Linked DNA regions of Sus scrofa: region 1 is linked to region 2. Evidence: chromatin contacts called from public HiChIP or PLAC-seq data. All regions are on one chromosome and are shown on one strand. Each heading gives the region's core, a stretch centred on a gene start, on an enhancer-like site or on the middle of the called end of the contact. The rest is flanking DNA. Distances are from core to core; before and after follow the strand shown.

What was found. HiChIP or PLAC-seq counts read pairs in DNA pulled down with a chosen protein or histone mark.
Region 1: a contact with region 2 is called in an H3K27ac HiChIP or PLAC-seq map of skeletal muscle. The contact joins two enhancer-like sites. A contact is called at or near these places in 1 of 47 Hi-C or Micro-C datasets (fetal heart ventricle) and 1 of 2 datasets of contacts at active chromatin or transcription factors (skeletal muscle).

The regions. Positions count from the first base shown.
Region 1 is chr7:85,778,246-85,784,458 of Sscrofa11.1, reverse strand. No RefSeq gene overlaps it. Among named protein-coding and RNA genes, the nearest start is that of RGMA, 140 kb to the left of the region's middle. Within about 2 kb of position 3,023, at least 4 of the 83 cell types and tissues checked have an H3K27ac peak or open chromatin away from gene starts, as enhancers often do. A contact at or near this core is called in skeletal muscle, where this site is marked.
Region 2 is chr7:85,596,174-85,602,009 of Sscrofa11.1, reverse strand. No RefSeq gene overlaps it. Among named protein-coding and RNA genes, the nearest start is that of RGMA, 320 kb to the left of the region's middle. Within about 2 kb of position 2,884, at least 14 of the 83 cell types and tissues checked have an H3K27ac peak or open chromatin away from gene starts, as enhancers often do. A contact at or near this core is called in skeletal muscle, where this site is marked.

The sequences.
Region 1 (6,213 bases), core at 1,774-4,273, 180 kb before region 2:
TGTTAGATTATATGGTAGTTTTTTTTTTTTTTTTTTTTTTTTTTTGTCTTTTCTAGGGCCGCTCCCATGGCATGTGGAGGTTCCCAGGCTAGGGGTCTAATCGGAGCTAGAGCCACTGGCACTAGAGCCACAGCAACGTGGGATCTGAGCCGTGTCTGCAACCTATACCACAGCTCACAGCAATGCCGGATCCTTAACCCACTGAGCAAGGCCAGGGATTGAACCTGCAATCTCATGGTTCCTAGTCAGATTTGTTAACCACTGTGCCATGAGGGGAGCTCCTGTTGGTAGTTTTCTGAGAGGCCTCCATACAGTTTTCCATAGTGACTGTACCAACTTACATTCCTACCAATAGTGTATTAGAGTTCCCTTTTCTCCACATCTTTACCAACATTTGTTTTTGCTTTTTTTTTTTTTCCTTTTTAGGCCCCACCGTGCCATTGTTTTTGTGGTTTTTTTGATAATAGCCACTCTGGCAGGTGTGAGGTGATAGCTCATTGTGATTTTGATTTGCATTTCTCTGATGATTGGCAATCTTGAGGATCTTTTTATGTCTCTGTTGGCCCTCTTTATATCTTCCTAGGAAAAATGTTTATTCAGATTTTCTGCCCACTTTTAAATCGTGGTTGTTTGTTTTTGTTTGTTTTTGTTATTGAGTTATGTGAGCTGTTTATATACCTTGTATATTAACCCCTTATTGATCATATCCTTTGCAGATATTTTCTCCCATTTGGTAGGTTTCTTTTTTTTTTTTTTCTGTCAATGTTTTGGTGTGCAAAAGCTTTTAAGTTTAATTAGGTTCCAACTGTTTATTTCTGCTTTTGTTTCCTTTGCTTAGGAGACAGATCCAAAAAAATATTGCTATGGTTTATGTCAAGGAGTGTTCTGCTCATGTTTTCTTCTAAGAGTTTCATGGTTTCCAGTCTTACATTTAGGTCTTTAATCTGTTTTGAGCTTAATTTGTAGATGGTATGGGAAAATGTTCTATTTCACAAACTGAGGCCATCCTTTGCATGGTTCTAGCGAAGCCCCTTCTCTTTCCTCTCCTTGGCTCTTGGTCCTTGACCCACTCCTCCATTCTTCCTCATACTTGGTAACTGGGCTATTTCCAGTATCTTTTTTTTTTTTAATTTTTTTATTGTTATTTCCCCAATACAATTTTTTTTTCTACTGTACAGCATGGTGACCCAGTTACACATACATGTATACATTCTTTTTTCGCCTATTATCATGCTCCATCATAAGGGACTAGACATAGTTCTCAGTGCTACACAGCAGGATCTCATTGCTAATCCCTTCCAAAGCAATACTTTGTTTTATTTTCTTTAATTGTCAGGACTGATAAAGACTCCAGTCCCAGCGTGTGTGGACGCAGGCTTAGTTGCTTGGGCGGGATTCACGTAGGAGGCATGGAGCCCAGGGGTGGAGGGGACTGGCGTGGAGCCCACCGGACCTGCGCTCTCCTTTCCTCCCACGCGCACAGCCTGCATTTTTAAAATGGGAACGTTGAGAAAATCTTTCTCATAGGTTGTCCTAAGGCTTGAATGAGATAAAGTCACTAAAAGGCTTAACTCAACGCTTATTGGAAATGTGCCGTGAAAGTCCTGTTTTCAAGTGGTGACACGAATTGCCCTCCTTTTATTTTCCGGAACAATCCATTGTGCAGGTCAGGGTTGTTTCTGTGGCTCTTTTGTTCGCTAAGCAAACACATATTGAGACCTTCTTTGGGATAAGTGTTGTGCTGGGTGCTGAGGTACAAAGCTGATACCTCGGTCCTTGTCATGGGACATCTCAGCAATTTGAAAACAATGTAAATGAAATTATGTTTCTGTGGTTATAGGTTTTTGATGCAGAGTTAAACCTTACCATTTTTGGCTAACTGAAGAAGACCCTGAATGATAGCATATTTCAGAATAATCAGCTCATTCTTATAGAAAACTTGATAAGTACAGATTTGAATTAAATTGAACTTAATCTTCTCTAAATACATACCTAGTATAAACTAGGTTAACAAGTGTTATCTAATAAAGAGGTCCTTGGTGAGAACCAGTTAAGAATGACTATAATTAGTGATTGTTTATCATTGTCAATTTAAATCCTTGGGTATTCCTAAAGTACTTAGAGGTGCTTAAAAAGTGTTTGCCCTCTTAAGAGGCTTTAAAAACATTTTCCCTACAATCTTGTTGACACAGTTAATTAACAGTTAGAACAATAGACACAAACGCTTTCTTCCCAGGTTGTGCCGGGATAAACCTCAGTCACAGCACAAGTATTTCCAAAATTCCGGTGTGTTTAATGCAGAGGAATGAGTGTTGGATGGGGTCTCAGCTCTGGTTCACAATGAGCTGAAAAAACATTAATCCAAGCGTCTTGCCACCCTTCTACCCAGCTCTACCTAATGGGCTTTATTCAAAAATGTCTCAGATTTGTAAATTTTTGTTTTTTGTTTTTCCTATGGAGCTGCTTTTACTTGTAATATCTCTGACATGGCAATCTCAGTCCTGAAATGAGCCATTAACTAGGGAGCTGTTTGTTTGTGGTTTTTTTTTTTTTTTTTTTTTTTGCCACCATTCCTGACAAGAAAGTCAGTACGCATGTCAGATCTGTGGTGTGGGACTTCAAAATATAAACAAACCTTACAGGATGAAAATACTAATTTTCCAGGTGGAACCAGCTGTAAATGATGCAAAATATGTCCCTTTCGTTTTCACACGCCCAAATGTGCATCAAAGATAGGCGTAGGCTCCTTCAGGACAGTTTGTTGGAATACAGGGAAGGGAAGAAAAAAGTGGAGAAAAGGGGATTTGAAATGGAGCTGGGGCGAGCGGTGTCTGAAGGTGTGGCTCTGGGAGCCTTCTGGAAATCTCCACAGTTGTGGGGAGGACTGGCCCTGCCCATTTCTCACTGGGCAGGATTTCACGCTTGTCTTTCTTCTGGACACGAGTCAGGTGTGCTGGGATTGGAGCAAGCCTGCCAGGCCCCTTTGCCACTTGCTTGGCAATATATCTGGAGTCTTTGCCACCCCCCTGGGGAGACTCAGAGCTTGGCCACAGCTGGGATCTTTCTGTCTGCAGGGCCATGGGGAGCACAGAGGCTGTTATTAAGGCTGGGACAAACACCAGATTCTAACGATATGAACATAACCCTTGTATGAAAACTGAAAAAGAAAAGAAAAGAAAAAAGACAGTTCTTTAGGTGGATTTGAGTTCACTTTGGCTTTTCGCTGTCATTGAATGCACTCAATGGCTGGGAGGTACTAGAAGAGCCTGGGTCACAGTCCTCAAGTGAATTTCCTGGACCTGCACATCTGCACCCATGAACTTGACACAAACTCAAATCCTTGGGCCCTTCCCCAGATCTGTTGCATCAGGGGCTCTGGGGCTGAGGCCCAGTGATTTGTGTTTTCCAAGCTCTCCAGGTGATCTTGATGCTGTGGAAGTTTGCAAATCCCTGGCTTAGAACAGCACTAAGATTGGATATTTATTATATGTGAATAGAGGCCTCTTACAGAGTTAGTTTCTCTGAGCCCTCATCTTCAAGATCGAGGTGATACTGACCATCCCTTCATTCAACAAATATGCGTTGCACACCTGCTGAGCCAGGACAGTGTGCTCGGTCTGGGGATACAACACAATTAAAACCAGAAAGGATTTGAGATCAGAGAGCCTGGTGGGGGAAACAGACGCTGAGTGAATCATCCCCAAATAAGAGTATATTGACCAACTGCAGTGAGTGTTCTGGAGGAAAGAGGCACAGGTTTGGAGGATTTGGAACAGGGACAGTGACCAGGTTTGGGAGCCTGGAAAAACTTCTTGGAGACAGTGACCTTTGAACTGTCAGTCCAAGGATGAGAAGGGTGGGAGGGAGGGAGCATGGGGGTATGGGAAAGAGGAAGACCAGGTGTGAAGCCAGGAGTGGGTGGAGAGTGCACCACCTGGCTAAGGAAATGATGGCTCTGAAGTCTGTCTGCTCCCTGGAATAATCACCTGGGGAGCCTCAAAAAATACCGAGGCCTGGGATGTACCCTAGAGGTTGGTGAGTCAGTTCAATTGAAAAGATCCTCGGTGAATTCAACATGGGATGAGTTTAGGAACCACTGAACTGAAAGCTGAGTGTGTACAGAGCCCAGAGGGGAGAAGCATGGAGGAGAGGGGAGGGGCTTCCAGGCTGCAGGGTCTGGTGAAGGATGAAGGTCTTTCTTGTAAATGCAGGAGGTGTTTGAGCAGGGCTGTAAGCTGGGGGGTGACCTGAGAAGATCTGTACTTGGAAAAGATGACTCTGGTGGCTGGGGATAAAATGAATGGGTGGGGGGTCAGCCATAGGAGGTGGAAAAAGAAGAGGAGGCGGAACAAGAAGAGGAGGCATGGTGGTGGTGGGTGGGAGATAAGACAGAGATGAAATAATTGACCCATCTCAGCACAGAGGCCAAGGAGGTGGGTAATTCATGATGGCCCTTATTTCTGGCTTGCTGATGTGCAGGGCCTGGCAGAGGAACGGATCTGGGAGAAGAAACCTTGAGTTTGGCTTTGGATGTGTCGAGTTCACTGCAAGTTGCAGAAAAACTCAATAAACAGTGGCTTAACCAAGTAAGGGGTTTGTGTGGCTTGTGTAACAAGAAGGTTTGAAGTATTGGGTCCAGGGCTGGAGTGGTGGCTCCGAGACATTTAAAATTTTTGAAACTCTTTGTACCTTTCTGCTCTGCCAACTTGGTATCTATGGTTGTGGCTTTGTGGTCCTCAGTGGTGACTGTACCTCCAGCTTCACATCCCCACTGCGGGCAGGAAGAAAGAAACAGGAAGGGGGCAGTAAGGGTAGGTGTATGAAGCAGGAGCCTGTGTCAGGAATGTGCAAGCTTTCCCCAGACCTTCCCCAGGTGTCCTGGTGGCCGTAACTGGGTGCATGGCCACCCCGCTGGAAAGGCAATCTGGGGTGCACTCTGTACCTTGGACAAAATCAAGGCTCTGTTCATAAGGGATAAAGGGGAATGGATAGTGAGTAACTAGCACAGTGAGTCCACCTAAGATGTTCTTTTCCTTCCAAGAAGAGATGTTGGAGCGGTAGCTGAGAGGTAGCTCAGAGACAGTGAGGCTAAGCATTTCATGGTCATGATTATAGCAGGAGATCCTTTCCAGTGAAGGCCAGTTTTATTTCTTTGTGACTCCTGCTGTTACCCCAGTGAAGAGGGGTCAAGTTAAACAAATCACTAGTCTTGATCTAGGTCTTTCTCCCAAATAATCCTGAGGATCATATGATCTTGGGCTTATAAATGTCTGGTCAGCTGACAGTATAACTTGAGTCTCCTTACAGTAGAGGTAGTCAGTGAGGCACTGCATTAAATTCCTGAGCACTGTAAGTGTGTGTGTATGTGCATGTGTGTGTGTGTGTGAGTGTGTGCGAATGAGCACACCTCTGGGTATATGTGGTAAACCATAAAAGAAATGGCCTCCAATGCTCCCCATCCTGGCCTGTCACCTATTTGTAATATGACTTTGCTCGCCCTCCTATCAAGGCAAGAAGTCTATTCTTCCGCGTCTTGAATCCAGCCTTGGCCATGCGACATTAGCAAATGTAATGCAGGTGATGTAGCTTATAAAACTTCTTTTTAAAACTGAACTGTAATTGACTTACAATATTATATTGATTTCATTATAAAACTTCTATGTACTGAGGCTTGCCCTCCTATCGGAGAAGCCTGGATCAGAGCCACAAGCCAGCCTGCTGGGTGTTGAGTTTCTTTCTGTCACCCTTGCTGATATTGTACCAGCATTAGACTCAGAAGTCCAGGCCATCCTAGACCACCCTAGCCAGCCCTGCCCAGAAAAACCACCCAGTTTACACACAGAATCATGAGAAACAATACACACTGTTTTAGTCACCAAGTAGGGTTTCTGGGGTAGCTTATTACACAGCAAAAGCTAAGTGATACATGCATATCTCATTACTTTTTTCTTGCCTTGTATTGTATATTATTTCTGGGAGGCAGTATTGTATTGAGTAGTAGGAGCTATGTCTATGGGTCCTGGGTTTCAAATTTGGCTTACACACTTCTTAGCTGTGAGATTTATCTCTGTGCCCCATTTTCTTCATGTGTCAGATAAGAAAATAAGAGTCCTGACTTCACAGAGTTGCTTCGAGGATTAAGGGCTGCCAGTTCTCCATTATGTGTCTGCCTTGTGGTCGACACGAAATGATGGTCTTTATCATTGGGGCTTT
Region 2 (5,836 bases), core at 1,635-4,134:
GGTTCCTAGGCTAGAGGTCTAATTGGAGCTATAGTCTCTGGCCTACGCCACAGCCATAGCAACACCATATCCAAGCCTCATCTGTGACCTATACCACAGCTCATGGCAACGCTGGATCCTTAACCCACTGAGCGAGGCCAGGGATCAAACCTGCAACCTCAGGGTTCCTAGTGGATTCGTTTCTGCTGTGCCATGACAGGAACTCCTTGATGATTAATATTGACAATTTCAAACACATGGAGTTCTCTGTGTGGCTCAGTGGGCTAAGAACCTGACCAGTATCCCTGGTCTGGCTCCGTGGGTTAAGGATCCGGTGTTGCTGTGAGCTGTGGTGTAGGTTGCAGAAGCCGCTTGAATCCCACGTTGCTGTGGCTGTGGCATAGACCGGCAGCTGCAGCTCCAATTGAACTCCTTGCCTGGGAACCTCCATATTGCCACAAGTGTGGCCCTAAAAAGGCAAAGAAAAAAGAAAGAATCCAAATAAAGTCCACAGGTTGCCTTTGATCCTCTCCATTACTCGTACTCTCTCCCCCAATTTCATGACTGGGCTTATGGTCTTTTTCTTCCCCTTTGGGAAATGATCAGAAGGTAAAGTCACAAAGACAGTTCCAATGTTGGCAGGATGTTCTGAGCATTCTCCACTGCATTTTTTAAATCTAAAGCCCTACATTTATAGTTTAACATGTAAACTTTCCATTCTTTTGTTTTTGAAAGCGATGTTTTGTCAATGACACTCTCTGAGAATTGTCCTGAGGAAAATGGAGATGCGCATAGAATGCCCAGCACACAGAAAACACTCAAAAACTTTATGGATTTTTAATTGGTAATGATGACCATTGCAATTATGGCATCTCAGAAATTGAGTCTTAGAGTCAGCTGACCTGTGTTGGAAATCGGGTTTTCTACCTGCATGTGACAGAAGGAACACTGCTAAATCTTCCTTTCATTAATTATGAATTGAGAATCATAATAGCTCCTGGCACTTTAAGGAAAAGAGTTACTGTGGATAAGACACATATAATGTTACTGGGCACAAAACAGGTCTTCAGCAATGGTAGTGTATATACCATTTTATATATAATAAAATACAAATATTAAGTCAGCCATTACCATGCACCTTATCTCTTTTCCTTACCTTTCCATTCCCATGTGGATAGGAATCCTTATGTTTCAATATACACACTGTGTAGTAGAATATTTATTTAGGATTCTAGGTCTGAACTCAGTTTTTGGTAGCAATCAAGCCTTAGGCATTTCTCTCTACCTGCTTGAGCACAGTTTATTTTTTTTGTAAAATAGAATCATATCTGTTTTGAAAACATGACAAAGTCAGTGTAATACTCACATAGATTCCACATGGGTGAAAGTGCTTGAAAACGGTGAAGGTGCCTCCTGACATGCTGAGTCCAAAGTACACCGAACAGATTGTCAAATAAATGCACACAAATTCTGATGGTTGATTCCATTCGGGAAATAATTCATAAATATTATCCTAAAAATATATGTTAATCTTCCTGGGTTTACTTGCTTTTCTTTGCCATTGAATCATTCCACCAGGATTTCCTTTGTTTTGACCAATAACCAGAAAATGCTTGGAGGGCGTGTGTTAAGGGAGAAATCACCTTGATGCAATGGTGCCCTCCAAGTGTTAGGTGGGATAGAATAAGGACTTGGATCTGGGTGATTCAAAACAGGCCATTTATTGTCACCAAAAACCAGAAGTCTATGATCAAAAGTTAAAGACAGGCAAATACCAGAGGAATGCGCTTTAGAGCAACTCCTTATAACCTTTTTCCCATGTAAATAAGGCATCCTTGCTGAAACCAATCAGAAGTTCCCAACACGCCCCCTTACGCACGCACGCACGCACGCACACGCACGGTGGCGCAGTGGGGTTGGGACAGGAAACTGGTCAGCATGGGGCAAGAGAATAGAGGTCACAAACAGGTGGGCGGAGTAGGGATATAAGCAGAAACCTAGTTGCAGCCAGCGCCAGTCCCTACCTAGGGCGGCCCACTGTCTCTGAGGGTGGGCATAAAACTTGCTACTTGACTCTCGGTTGCGACTTATGAGGCAACCAGCAGGAGCGTTTTTTCCGCTCAGGACTACGGACCGGAATGGCTCATTAAGCCCAGGTCAGAGCTGTTACACTGCAAGGTGTCAGTTGGGAAATTCCATTGGATTGAGAACTTCTCTGTTCTGAGCTGATTGCTTCTGCGTGGAGAGACTGCCTGCCTCCATCCCTGCCTGGCAAGACCACTGGGTCTCTCCCAGCGCTGCCGCAGCATCTCTCGGCGGAACAGCCTCCCACCAGCTTGCCTGCCTCCATCCTGTGCGACGAAGCCGGCTGGCTCTATCCCGGTGCCGCCACCTCACTTCTCAGCCCGCACCTCCAAATCCTTGTGTGTAGGCAAGGACAGAGGGAGATAGCGCCGAGCAGATGAACCTGACACAGGACATTACAGAGCCACCTGCCTCGGAGGTCAGGAACCTAAAGACTCGAGTACCAGTCTAAGAGGTTTGAATCACATGGTTTAATAAACTCACCGAGAGAAGCAAAGGGGAAGAGATGGAAGAGATGGAGGATGAATGCATCTAAGGTGGGTACAAAACAGGGTAAAAGGACCAGAATCCCTGAATCCCATAGTAGGCAATGCTTATAGTCTCTCTCTGTCTGTCACTTTCTGTTTCTGACACATTAGCCTTTCCCTGCTGGGGTTACATGGAGGAACAGAGTTCCTAATGAACAAGCGGGTCAACATATGGAAAATACTTGAGGCAAACACACACCTGCTTTTATGAGACACACAGGCAAATTTGCCTGGCCACAGCTGTAGCTTGCCAGTTGGCCTACTGGCTTTTATCCATGTGTTGTAGGCAGACAACTGAGGGGAATGAATGTTCCCAATGAGTGGCCAACTAAATGCCTGGTGAGTTTTGAATGCCTTATGAATAGTTAGTGTGACTTTGAATATTCTACTTACTTTATCTATGTTTAATAGGTCTCACTGGCCACTGGCATCGATTACTTTCCTCTGTCCTCATTGGCCTGTTTCTCTTAGTTTATAGAGTCAAACTGAACATCCTTAAACAACAGAGCAAATGTACCATCATGTACCACAATTTTTGTGTGAAAGTAGCCTGAACTTCCACTCTAACTTAACCTTCCTCCTGTTCTCAGAATGAGACAGGGGAGCTGAAGGAAGGAAATGGAGACCAGGTTCCAACATTAGAACCAGACTAGCATCTTAGCACCACACTGGGTCTTTTTTGAATAAATTTGGAAGCAAAAGGAAATCCACGCATGTCAGCCTTTGACAGGCCACGTAAGGTAGTGGAAAAAAAAAAAAAAAAAAAAAAAAAAGCCAGAGAGACCTGGTTTGAAACCCCAGTGCTTCCATCTGACTGAATAACCTAACTCTGGGAGAATTGCTTAAGCTTTCTAAGCCTTCTTTCTCTCGCTTATGAAATAAGAATAGAATTGTTTTCTTTAGTTATATGAGAAAAGCCAGGCAGAGTGCTCATTTGCCTAGACTGGCCTTAAGCTGAGACCCCAATACATGTGAGTTCTGCTGTTTATCCACACACTTCTTTATATGTCTCTTCATTCTAGGTTTCATACCATCCCCAAGCCAATGACACTGTACCAGTCAGACTCCAGCTGCAGTGTGGACTCAGGGTGGCCGTAGGGGGTGATGCTGCTGTGTTTGGGGCTCCAAGGAGCTTTGCCTTTGGGTGGGAACTCTTCTGCCATGGTCCCTGTTGGCTGCTTTGAGTGAGGTCTCTTTGGATGATGCTTCATTCTAGACCAAGAGTGCTTCAAAGAAGGAGACAATAAATTGAGCTCGGGGGCAGACAATCACAGCTGCCAAGGGCAGGCCTTCTTGTTCTTTTAGAAGTGCTCTGAGCCCCTGGGGTAAAGTTTCCTGTAAGTGTGGGTGTTAAAACGGTTTGTTTTGGTGTTGTTTTTGATACTTTGCAACTCCTTCCAGAGGCTAAGACACCCAAAGCCCTGCCAGAAAATCATCACAGAGGAATAAATAATATCACAACCACATCCTGAAGCCCAGCAGTCTTTCTCCACACTCTCAGCCCCCGACGCCCTTTCTCTGGTCTCTAGCTCCAAACTTGCAGAGGTTTCAGCAAAGTGGCACTAGGCAGAAAAAAATGTTCCAAAGCTGTCTTGCCTCAGCAGGGCCCGCCCATGGTGGGACGGGGAGAATTCCAAGGTAAACAGGCTGTGTTATCACTCCAGGCTTTCTTGGCACAAACAGCCCGTTTCCAGCCCCGAAACATATTTTTAGAGGATAATGGACAACCAGTCACAGAGTAAACACAGAGCCGTTTGCAGGTGTTATGTTCCTTTGTGTTCGCCAACCAGATGTTCTTCCCTGGGACCGGCTGTTTGGCTCTCTGGGTTCCCTGAGCACACAGAAATGTCACTCTTTCTTGCCCTTTTCAATAAAATAAAGCGAGGTTCTCGTGGGAGAGTTCCCAAAATGAGTTGCAGATTTCACTTGCAAACTATTCATCTATTTGTGTCAATTTCTTTCTTTGTCCAACCCCCATTCCACACCCCACCCCCCCAAATCTGGATTAGGCCAAGGAACACTAGTCAAAATAAACATGTAAATCTTGACCTTTAAAAAAAAGTAACTACTAGAACAGAGCTATAAAAGTTACCCTGGGGAACTTAGGCTGCAAATTTCACGCCCTCCTTCTTGTGCTCTGGGTTGGCATGGGGTACGGTGGACACCAGCACGCGCTCCAAACCGGGGCCAAAGCAGGAAGGTGCCAGTGTTATTTCTACCGCTCCTGGTCAAGACATTCAGCCTGCTGGGGACACTCAGGGATATTTTGGATGGCCTGTTCTCTCTCTCTCTTTGGCCAAGTGTACTGTGCTGTAGTGGGTCAGCTTAGAGAAAGCTGAGTGCTTCTAGAATGCCTGACAGATCGAGGGAGGTAGTGAAGTGGGTGAACTTGGCTTTAGGAGCTGAGGCCCCTTTAAGAGCCGCTCTGAAGTTCAATCTCATGTGGCCTTAGCCTAGAAAGGGTTCACCTGGGTTTTGCTGAAAACATCTTGGTCTGAGCTTTGAACTGGTTTGGTCATAAATGGGGGAAGTAAAAGAGGCCCCTTTCACTATTAAACCTTACAATTTCTGGGGTCAGACAGGAGCGCCTCATTCTTTCATCCCAATTTTCCCCAGCTGGGGAGCAGCGTCAGGTCATCACTATTCAGTCACTGAGTCTCCGCAGTATTCCTTCTTTCTAGAATATTCCCAGTGCAAGGCAACTGGGCTGCCTAGGAATCCTGCTGCTTGGCACTCCTCAGGAATGCCCTTTCCCCAGCCCATGATAAAAGAAGGTAGCCCTAAAGGGCCACAGGGCTTAAAGTCTGGTTGTGGAAAATGCACGTAGCTCTGTGGGTTGGCCCTGTGAGAAGTTCAGTGTCACACGAATTGCGTGTTCCTCAAAGCACTATAGTTATAAGATCCTGTTTGTGATCTTCTTTGATCCTAATTAATAATACCGTGGGCTACCGTAAGTCATTGTGGTTTGGGAGACACTTTGGCTTACTTTATTCAGGAAGAATTCACGAGGCAGGTGGAATTAGGCCCCCTTGACAGGTGAATTAACAGGGAGCATATGTGATTTACCCAAAGTCATTTGCCAGTTGGTGGCAAAACCAGACTCCAAATTTAACCTCTTATCTCTGAATCCAGTGCTTCTCTCAGCAGGCTGGGAGTTCAGTGGGGTAAGTGGCAGTGTTCACATGTTACAGATGAGGACAATGAGCAGGGATGAAAGTACTTTGCATGCAGAAAGGAGTCTGTGA